Regions from separate parts of the Mus musculus genome. Here all the other regions are linked to region 2. The links are chromatin contacts, called in public Hi-C maps. All regions are on one chromosome and are shown on one strand. The core of a region is the stretch at or near the end of the contact, and the rest is flanking DNA. Distances in the headings are between cores, read along the strand shown.

Evidence for each region. Hi-C and Micro-C count contacts between places; a contact is called where the count stands out from the background.
Region 1: a contact with region 2 is called in a Hi-C map of the N1E-115 cell line, with 4 times the contacts expected there. The contact joins two enhancer-like sites. A contact is called at or near these places in 1 of 15 datasets of contacts at CTCF or cohesin (pro-B cells) and 4 of 484 Hi-C or Micro-C datasets (the N1E-115 cell line, bone marrow-derived macrophages, cerebellar granule neurons and 1 more).
Region 3: a Hi-C map of the N1E-115 cell line shows a contact between it and region 2, with 4 times the contacts expected there. The contact joins two enhancer-like sites. A contact is called at or near these places in 1 of 15 datasets of contacts at CTCF or cohesin (pro-B cells), 7 of 484 Hi-C or Micro-C datasets (the N1E-115 cell line, bone marrow-derived macrophages, cerebellar granule neurons and 3 more) and 3 of 115 datasets of contacts at active chromatin or transcription factors (acute myeloid leukemia, bone marrow-derived macrophages and large pre-B cells).

Annotation. Positions count from the first base shown.
Region 1 is chr1:166,922,801-166,925,689 of GRCm38.p6, forward strand. No RefSeq gene overlaps it. Among named protein-coding and RNA genes, the nearest start is that of Gm33404, 69 kb to the left of the region's middle. Within about 2 kb of position 1,526, at least 24 of the 459 cell types and tissues checked have an H3K27ac peak or open chromatin away from gene starts, as enhancers often do. A contact at or near this core is called in the N1E-115 cell line, where this site is marked.
Region 2 is chr1:166,782,227-166,784,998 of GRCm38.p6, forward strand. No RefSeq gene overlaps it. Among named protein-coding and RNA genes, the nearest start is that of Gm33404, 72 kb to the right of the region's middle. Within about 2 kb of position 1,360, at least 3 of the 459 cell types and tissues checked have an H3K27ac peak or open chromatin away from gene starts, as enhancers often do. A contact at or near this core is called in the N1E-115 cell line, where this site is marked.
Region 3 is chr1:166,946,830-166,949,640 of GRCm38.p6, forward strand. No RefSeq gene overlaps it. Among named protein-coding and RNA genes, the nearest start is that of Gm16701, 51 kb to the right of the region's middle. Within about 2 kb of position 1,357, at least 20 of the 459 cell types and tissues checked have an H3K27ac peak or open chromatin away from gene starts, as enhancers often do. A contact at or near this core is called in the N1E-115 cell line, where this site is marked.

The DNA of each region.
Region 1 (2,889 bases), core at 276-2,775, 140 kb after region 2:
TGAGCGGCATCAGTGGGAGACTAAACAGGGCAGCTGCTGTGGAAAACATTATGGTAATGCCTCAAAGAGCGGAAAATGCAATTACCATGTGATCAATATTCCAATCCTGTGAACACATTTAAAAAATGAAGAGAATAGATATCCATATGCCCAAATTCATAGCAGCATTGTTCACACAAGTTAAAACACCAAAGCAACACACACACTCATCCGCAGATGAATAAGTAAGCACAGCGTGTCCTAGACACGCAGCAGACTATCAACCTGTCTTTAACAACAACCGACCGGAAATTATGACACACACTACAAAGACGGGCATGCTTATTGAAGTAAAGCCGGCGCAAGGCGGCAAATGTTGCAAGGTTCCACATAGATTGAATTCCCACAAGAGTAGCATTTGTACAGACAAAAGATGGAACAGTAGCTGTCAGATCAGAGGGGAGAAACACATGGAGTCTTGTGTGAGGAGGGTTTCGTTTGGGTTTCGAAAGCATCCTTCAGATGGGCTATATAAGAGCATGAGCAGTGTAGTCCACTGGACTGTCTGTCTGAACGTGGTTAAAGATGGTAGTAGGCTTTAGGCTGTGTGCATTTAATTGCAATAAAAACAGACATTTTAAAATCTGCCAGGAAAATAACAATAGCAAGCAGGTTAAAAAACAAAACAAAACAAAAAAAAAAAAAAAACAAAAACACACACACAAAAGGAAAGAGTGAACGAGGACTGGGGGATAATGACATTATGTGGGTGTCACTGATGCGTTTGATGACAACCTCTATAAAATCTGTGCTCAGAATAAAGTCAGCTGGTGTTTGAGCACCGTCATCTGAAGGGAATGCGGCACACTGGAAAGACTGTATAATCAGGAGTTAATGGGACTATGCTGCTTGGAAGCAAAAGGTCCTCTGGGGCACATCAGAGGCTGGTACTGGAACTGTCCTTGTTTAACAAACTCATTAATGACCTAGAAGAAGGCGGAAACAGCCACTGCTAATGAAATTTGCAAAGATATGTTGCCAATGCCCTGGACTTGACCATAACAGCAGAAGCATCGCTGGGATGGAGGGAGATTTTCCACTAGGCATTTAATTAGATTAAAACAATGACTTCCGTGGATAAGGATGCTTGCTCATTCCCAACTCTTCTTTCCATCCAGAATGCAGATTCTGGAATGTGCTGCATGCAGTGTATAAGGCCATCCTTGTCAGAGGCCAGCAGGAGAGGTTCCCATGGCATAGGTCTGCTTTTTGACCTTAGAATATGTTTAAAAACAACAACGATGTAATGTGTAGAGTCCTTTAACTATGAGAAAGAACTGAGGGACATAAAGATGTAGTGTATCTTCCATAGAGGAGTCTGGGGAAACTATTTAAATGTACAAAACCTCTAAAGTTTTAAATAGAGTTTATCTCCCATCGTTTCTCAGGGCTCTTAGAATCCCAAATCCTTTACAAGTTCCAGAATGATCTAGCCCTGCCTTGCCATCTACAAGCAGCACCAAAATTCTCCTTGGCAGATTCACTTCCTCCTGACTCTGAGTCACCCACCACTCTCTCCCTAGCCACTGTATTTGGCAGACAGGGAATTCAAGTTGTTCAAGTCTTGATTCCAGGACTTTTAAAGCAACAACCACTGTTGAGATTCTCCTTTTGAAAGGGCTTGTCTTCAGCAGGCTGAGTTTCTCCGATAAGGATGCTGGTAGCCTCCTAGCCAGGATGGCACTGTCCTCATTATTGCTGTTGAGAAACGCTCTACACACACTGCAAGCATTTGACATCCCTACCTCTCAGGATCACATTCCAGGCATGATCCTGAGTCTCTGTGACAATAGCAATGATAAAATATCTGAATCCCCGACACAGGAGAAACAAATCGGAGGAAGAGGTACTTTGCCTGGGCAAAGCTACCATCACCTAACTTCCATGTCACTCCCTGAGAAAGCATCGTCATACCTCATCTGCCTAAATTTGCTCCTATTACAACATCCTCTTTGGGCATTGATCTACACCGCTTTACAAACACGTGTTTAGTTGTACGGTTGTTTGTTTAATATGCGTTTTCTCCCACTGGACCGTGAGTGGAATGAAGAAAAGGGCCACTGTCTAGTTTTGTTTCCAATGACCAGCGCTTAATAAATGTTTGCAGACGAAGAAGAGCACCGTGGTCTGAATGTTCAGGTTCCTGCTTCAGATGTGACTGCTGAGACTCTGCCATCACTGTGTTAGCAGAAGGGACCTTTGGGAGGGGATTTGTGTCATGAGGGTGGAACCGTCATGAATGATATGAGAGTCCTTATAAAAGAGGTCTCAGAAAGGTCTCTCAGCATTTCCACTACGGCATAGGTGAGGAAATGGGCCCCCATCAGAACCGAGTTAGCCAGTTATTGACCTTTCTTGGATTGCCCAGACTCCAGAGCTGCATGAACTAGATTTAAACTCTGTGCTGCTCTGCTGCATCAGTACCTGTGGACTAAGACAGAAGATAACATTGAAACTTTATGGCTAGAATCTCAAGCCATACCACAAAGTCCTATTCAATTTAGGAACCTTAGTATATATACTATCCATTCAGTTTGCCTGAGAGATGGGTTTTAGGACTGCCTGGCCCTTTTTGCCTCTCTCTCTCAAGCCAGTTCTGGGAATTCTCACAACTCCCATTAGAAGGGAAGAAGAAGGCACTCTAGAAGCAGAAAATTGGCAGACTGAGTCCTTCTAGCCCCAGAGTCTGGAGAGCTGGAAGACACAGGCTGAGTGTGGGGAGGGGAAACTTGTGCCACCTGATTTCCTGCTCTCTCTTCTCTGAGTCTCAAGAGTGGCTCAAGAGGAGCTCCGACAGTAAAGGTGGGGATGGAAATTGAGGAAGGCATTGCTTGTTACCATGCTAGAAAT
Region 2 (2,772 bases), core at 110-2,609:
TAATATATCAGAGTGGTAGGGTTTTCCAGAAGCAGTGACTGGTAGGATGGGAGCTGCAAAGCATCAACACCCATCATGCACTAGAGGGTGCCAAAGTCCTGAGCAACTGAGTCTATCCAGGAAGAATTTGTCTTCACCTTGAAGCCTCAAGAAAGAGAAGCACCATCAAAAAGTCCCAACTCTTAGAGATGGGCTGGAACAGAACCATCAGCACTTTTGATATCAGAGGGATGATTCCAAAACATGGAACAGGTGAAGGTTGTTGCTAGTGTTAGAGGTTTTCAATGGCAGGCTCACTGATTTTATTTTGATGACTATACTAACGGCTACCTATTTGTATAGTGTTTTGAAGTTCTACATGCAATGTGACCATTTTATGGATATGAGCTTATTAAATCCTCTAGTTTATAAATAAGAACCTAGGAGTAGATAGGAAATTTGTTGATGACTGCAAAGCTAGTAAGAGGCAGGGCAAGCTCAAATCTAAGAGTCCAGCGTGCCTGAGTCTGCCTTCACCACAGGTCAATCCTACAGGGAGAGCTCCATTTCCAGGTTTCTTCTCAGAAGGAAACAGTGCTCCCCATGCAAGCAACCATGATGCTTAACATGGCTTACTAAGAAATTCTCCAATACTCCCTTGAATCTGGCCCCATATCTCACTGTAACTCCAGAGCCTCATCTTAACAATGTATTAGCATTTCTATTTCATCCTAATTTTGTTCATATTATGGAATTTTGATTAAATATGTCCCCATCAGCAAATAGCTTCTGTATGCCAGGGTTCCAAAACCACAATTGACAAACATGTCTCTCAGATTTCTGATCTCTTAGGGCTTATGTCTCTAAGTCCTGTTCCTAAGCTATGGGGAAAGAACTGAAGGAAACCTGGAGGGGGAGGGTCAATGACCTGTGTAATTAACCTCACAAAATTCCAGTCATACTGACATGGAATATTAGAAAAACAACTGGGTTTTTAAAGAACCAAACAACATAAGATTCTGGGATTGTTTTTGTGGAATGAACAAATAAACAAAACACAAAACAAAACAAACAAAAAAACCCAGCACATACATTTAAGGTTTCCTCCTTTCTTCCTTTATTGTTGGAAAATCCTTAAATATATTCAGTACTAATGAAGCTTGGGTTATTTTTAATTTAATTCCCTTTCTGGATCATACAGCAACCTGTTTTCAGACATCACTCCAAAGTTTCCTCATTCTTTGAAGACAGAGAACATACCATACCTATGATGGTTAGTATTGGTTGACAAGATTGAGAGTCCCCTTGAAGACAAACCTTGGAGCCCATGTATGAGGAAGTTTGTAGATTGGTTTAATTAAGGTGTGAAGACCTACTCTAAATATGGATGCTACGATGGGCTCAGCCAAGTGAGCCAAGATCCTAGACTATATAAAAAGAAGAAAGGTGGGTGAGAGACATCATTCATCTCCCTCTGCTTCCTGACTGTAGACACAACGTGGCCAGTCATTCCTTCTGCCATGACGCCTTCCATAATGGACTGTTGTTATAAACTGTGGCTCAAAACAAACCTTTCCATGTTGAACTTACTCTTGTTGAGTATTTTGTAGCAGCAATAAGGAAAGTAACTGATACAATATACTTTCTTTAAAAAGCCACAGGTACATTAATTATGGAAAATCAAACCATATTTTTAGGGCACTTGCAAGGAAAGATTCTATTCTAAGGAACCTTATGCTTATAAAGTGAGGGAGATGTCTCTCTTCTTATCTCTAAGTTCCAGTCTATGCATACCAGGATTTTCTTAAGATGTTCAGGCCAAGTAGACTCCTTGTAGACATGTTAACGCTAGAAAAAAAGCCAACTACTTCTGAGACAGGAGTATAACACAATGCCAAAACACAAGACCTGCTAGATCTGGGTAATGTGGTGGGGTTGGATGGCTTGCATTCGAACCCTAGGTTCTCTGCTTGCCTGCTGTAAAAATCTGATCAAAAGCTTCATTTCCTTATCTTCTATAGAGTAAATAGCATCTATAATACTTCTATAGGAGTAAAATAGCATCTACCCTCTGGAGTGGTTGCTCAGGACTGAGTAAATTTACACATATGTAAAGCATTTTTAACAATGCTAACTCCAAAGACTAAAAAATTATATATGTATATATGTGTGTGAGAGTGTGTGTGTGCTCACACGCATGTATAATGTATATGCATGTTACTAGTCACATTTATAGTGAGAGCCACAATTTTCATTTCATAGTTTTCTAGGAAAAAAGAGAGAGAGGGAGAGAGGATGGACAGAGCCTCCAGGTTGCTGCCCTTAGAAGGTACAAACAGAATCTGTAATAAAAAGGGAGCAACTTTCTCAGAATGCCTGTGCATAGCCTCACTCGCAGGCATCCTGCTGTGGCTCTGAACTCCGTTGAAGGCTGGCAAAGCAAAGCTTCAGACTGTAGTTCAGCAACAAGGTCAGGCTTCTCTTGTCACCTGAGTCATAAGGCCATTCTAGCAATGCTCAGAAAAGAAGTTCTACTAATGTGCCTGCTGTTTTGGCAACCAGGTCACCCCTCAAGACTCAATCATCTGACTCACAAACCCCACCCCCACCCTACCCCACACACAACTCCTGTGGACTAAATTGGTGGCCAGTGATTGTCTAAACTGAGGATAGCAACTCAGTTGTAACTAGGAGCTTTCCTGCTGCTCAATGAACTGATAACCAGATCTCAAGACTAGACAGAAAGGGTACATTGCAAACACGGTCTCCAGTGATGGCAGATATCTAGTCTAA
Region 3 (2,811 bases), core at 107-2,606, 160 kb after region 2:
GATCTCAGGGGTCCTGATTAATTGAGACTGCTGGTCCTCCTACAGGGTCGTCCTTCTCCTCAGCTTCTTTCAGTCTTCCCTAATTCAACAACAAGGGTCAGCTGCTTCTGTATATTGGTTGGGTGCAAATATCTGAATCTGACTCTTTCAGCTACTTGTTAGGTCTTTTGGAGGGCAGTCATGATAGATTCCTTTTTGTGAGTGCTCCATAGCCTCAGTAATAGTGTCAGGCCTTGAGCTGTATCCCACTTTGGGCCTCTTGCTGGACCTTCTTTTCCTCAGGCTCCTCTCCATTCCATCCCTGTAATTCTTTCAGACAGGAACAATTATGAGTTAGAGTTGTGACTGTAGGATGGCAACCCAATCTCTGACTTGATGTCCTTTCTTCCTGTGGGAGGTGGGCTCTATAAGTTCCCTCTCCCTATGTCTGGCATAAATGCCTGGCATTTCATCTAAGATCCCTCCCTTTGAGTCCTGAGAGTCTCTCAGCTCCCAGATCTCTGATGCGTTTTGGAGAGACACTCCTCCATTGCTGGTGGGATTGCAAACTGGTACAACCACTCTGGAAATCAATCTGGAGGTTCCCCCAGAAAACTGGAAATAGATCTGCCTGAAGACCCATCCAAACAACTCTTGGGAATATACCCAAAAGATGCCCCACCATGCCACAGGGGCATGTGTTCCACTATGTTCATAGCGGCCTTATTTGTGATAGCCAGAAGCTGGAAACAACCTAGATGTACCACGACAGAAGAAAGGACTCTTGACTAAGTGACAGATTCCCATTCAGACTGTCTCATATAATATGGTGGTGCATTTATGAACTTCTCTTCTGTCGTTGCTGGAGTCCGCACACGCAAACCATGCTGACCAGAGCCTGTCTCTCCACCTCTAGCCTCTCCTGTCCTCAGTGCTGGCTTCACCACTCAGATCTAAGTGGCAGCAAAGACACAGCGAGTCCAAGACCTAACAGCTTAAAAACCCAGAGAAGAACAGGGTGTCCTTTTCAAAGAGTTCTTGTCAGTCTTAGGTGTCTGTCTCTTCATTGGCTAAACTTAGGTCACGTGCCCACCCAGGAACCAACCACTGGGATTCCATTTGTCCAAATCCAGCCCTGGAGCAACAGAAATGGGATTGAGCCACAGGGAATAATAAGAGAGGAAGTCTGAGAGATGAGTGAAATCCCAGAAGAAAATCAGGTGCTACTACCAGCAAGGGTACCAGATGCTCGGGAGAGGCTAGTAGGCAGATGTTATCATCTCCAGCTATCTAAATTGAGAGTGAGTAAAGCCCCATCTGATAGACTGTCAGGAAGCAATTAAGCCTTTTGTCACTGCTGATGCTGCGCATGCATTTAATGATAACAGATGTGCTGCGGCACCAGTGAGCAGCTGCAGAGAGGGAGCCAGCAGGGCTGGAAGGAAAAGCCAAGCCATCCATCTTCCAGCCGGAGTTCCCCCCACCCCTTCCCCCGCGTCGACGGAACTACTCAGGATGCCTAAACTGACTCGGGTACCTTCCGAGTTGCAAAAACTCTGCTCTGGGATTCAGCAGATATATCTGAAACTGCTTTATGACCAACAGTTAAAGTGAGGTAAATTAAGGGAGAGAAACCAAGGATATGGTTTCGTGCATAAAACCCAGCCATATAATTAACAGAGCCCACATCAATCACACATCAGTTAGGCCTCACTGGTTTCATAGGTATTCGATGGTAGAAATAAACCAGTCCTGATAGGCAAAGAGGATTGAAGCCAGTAAAACTGAAATACTTAAATGTGAGGCTCCTGTCGTTAATTAGTCAAGTTCCGACTCTGTTTGTGGTATTTGTGGGATATTTAGTAATTAGGTTTTTTAATGTTCCTGTCCTCATTTAGCTTCAGCGTCTGTCATTCCCAACATTTCTTTGTCTAGGCAATGCCACGAGGTGTATTTTTAATAATAGTAAACCCTTGTGCTGCAGATCACTCTGTCCTTTATAAAATCACTCACTGGAGTTGCCCAGCAACCTCGGAGACAAGCAAGACGAACTATCCTCCCAAGTAACTACTGGAGCATCCGGCTCAGCATCCGCGGTGGAGTCTGGTTGTCTTGCTGTGGTTGTCATTATTGGAATGGTGGATCATCGGAGCTCTGGTGTTAGGGTTCTAAGAGATGGGTGAGGTGACTCAGTCAGAGCAGAAGCAACCTTGGCAGTTTTGGTCCCCAGGGTTCTAAGTCCATTCTATGTAACTACAAAAGCATTTATGAAAACCTGAGCTTCATGAGTCACCCAAGTGCACCAATGGTAATCCTCTGGAAAGGGGAAAAACGACAATAAAAAAACAAACAGAGGCACTCTTTAAAACAAGTAATACAAAGGTTGTTTGATAAAGCCTCAAGGAACTGTATTATTTATATGTACCTAAAATTATACTGTACACACACACACACACCTACACACATACATACATATGTGTGTATATATGTATAAACATGTATATATACGTATATATATATATATATTTGTATACACTTAAGATATGTGTGTATGTGTATGCATATATAATATCTTAAACCTTAAAGGGCATTATAGCACTTGGGCTGACTATGTTCCATACAAGAGCAATAGACTATCAAAATCCCAGCACTAAGCACAAGAAAGCTCCTTTTGATTGGATGATCATTATAGCCCAAGTGACTCTGGTGGCAATATGGACAATTGGTGTAACCCTTGGTTGCCACCCAGAGGTTGAAGACAAGTCTTTATTGCTGAAGACAACACACACTTAAGACACATGACTAACCTGAAACCGTCCTCCCTGTGGTCTT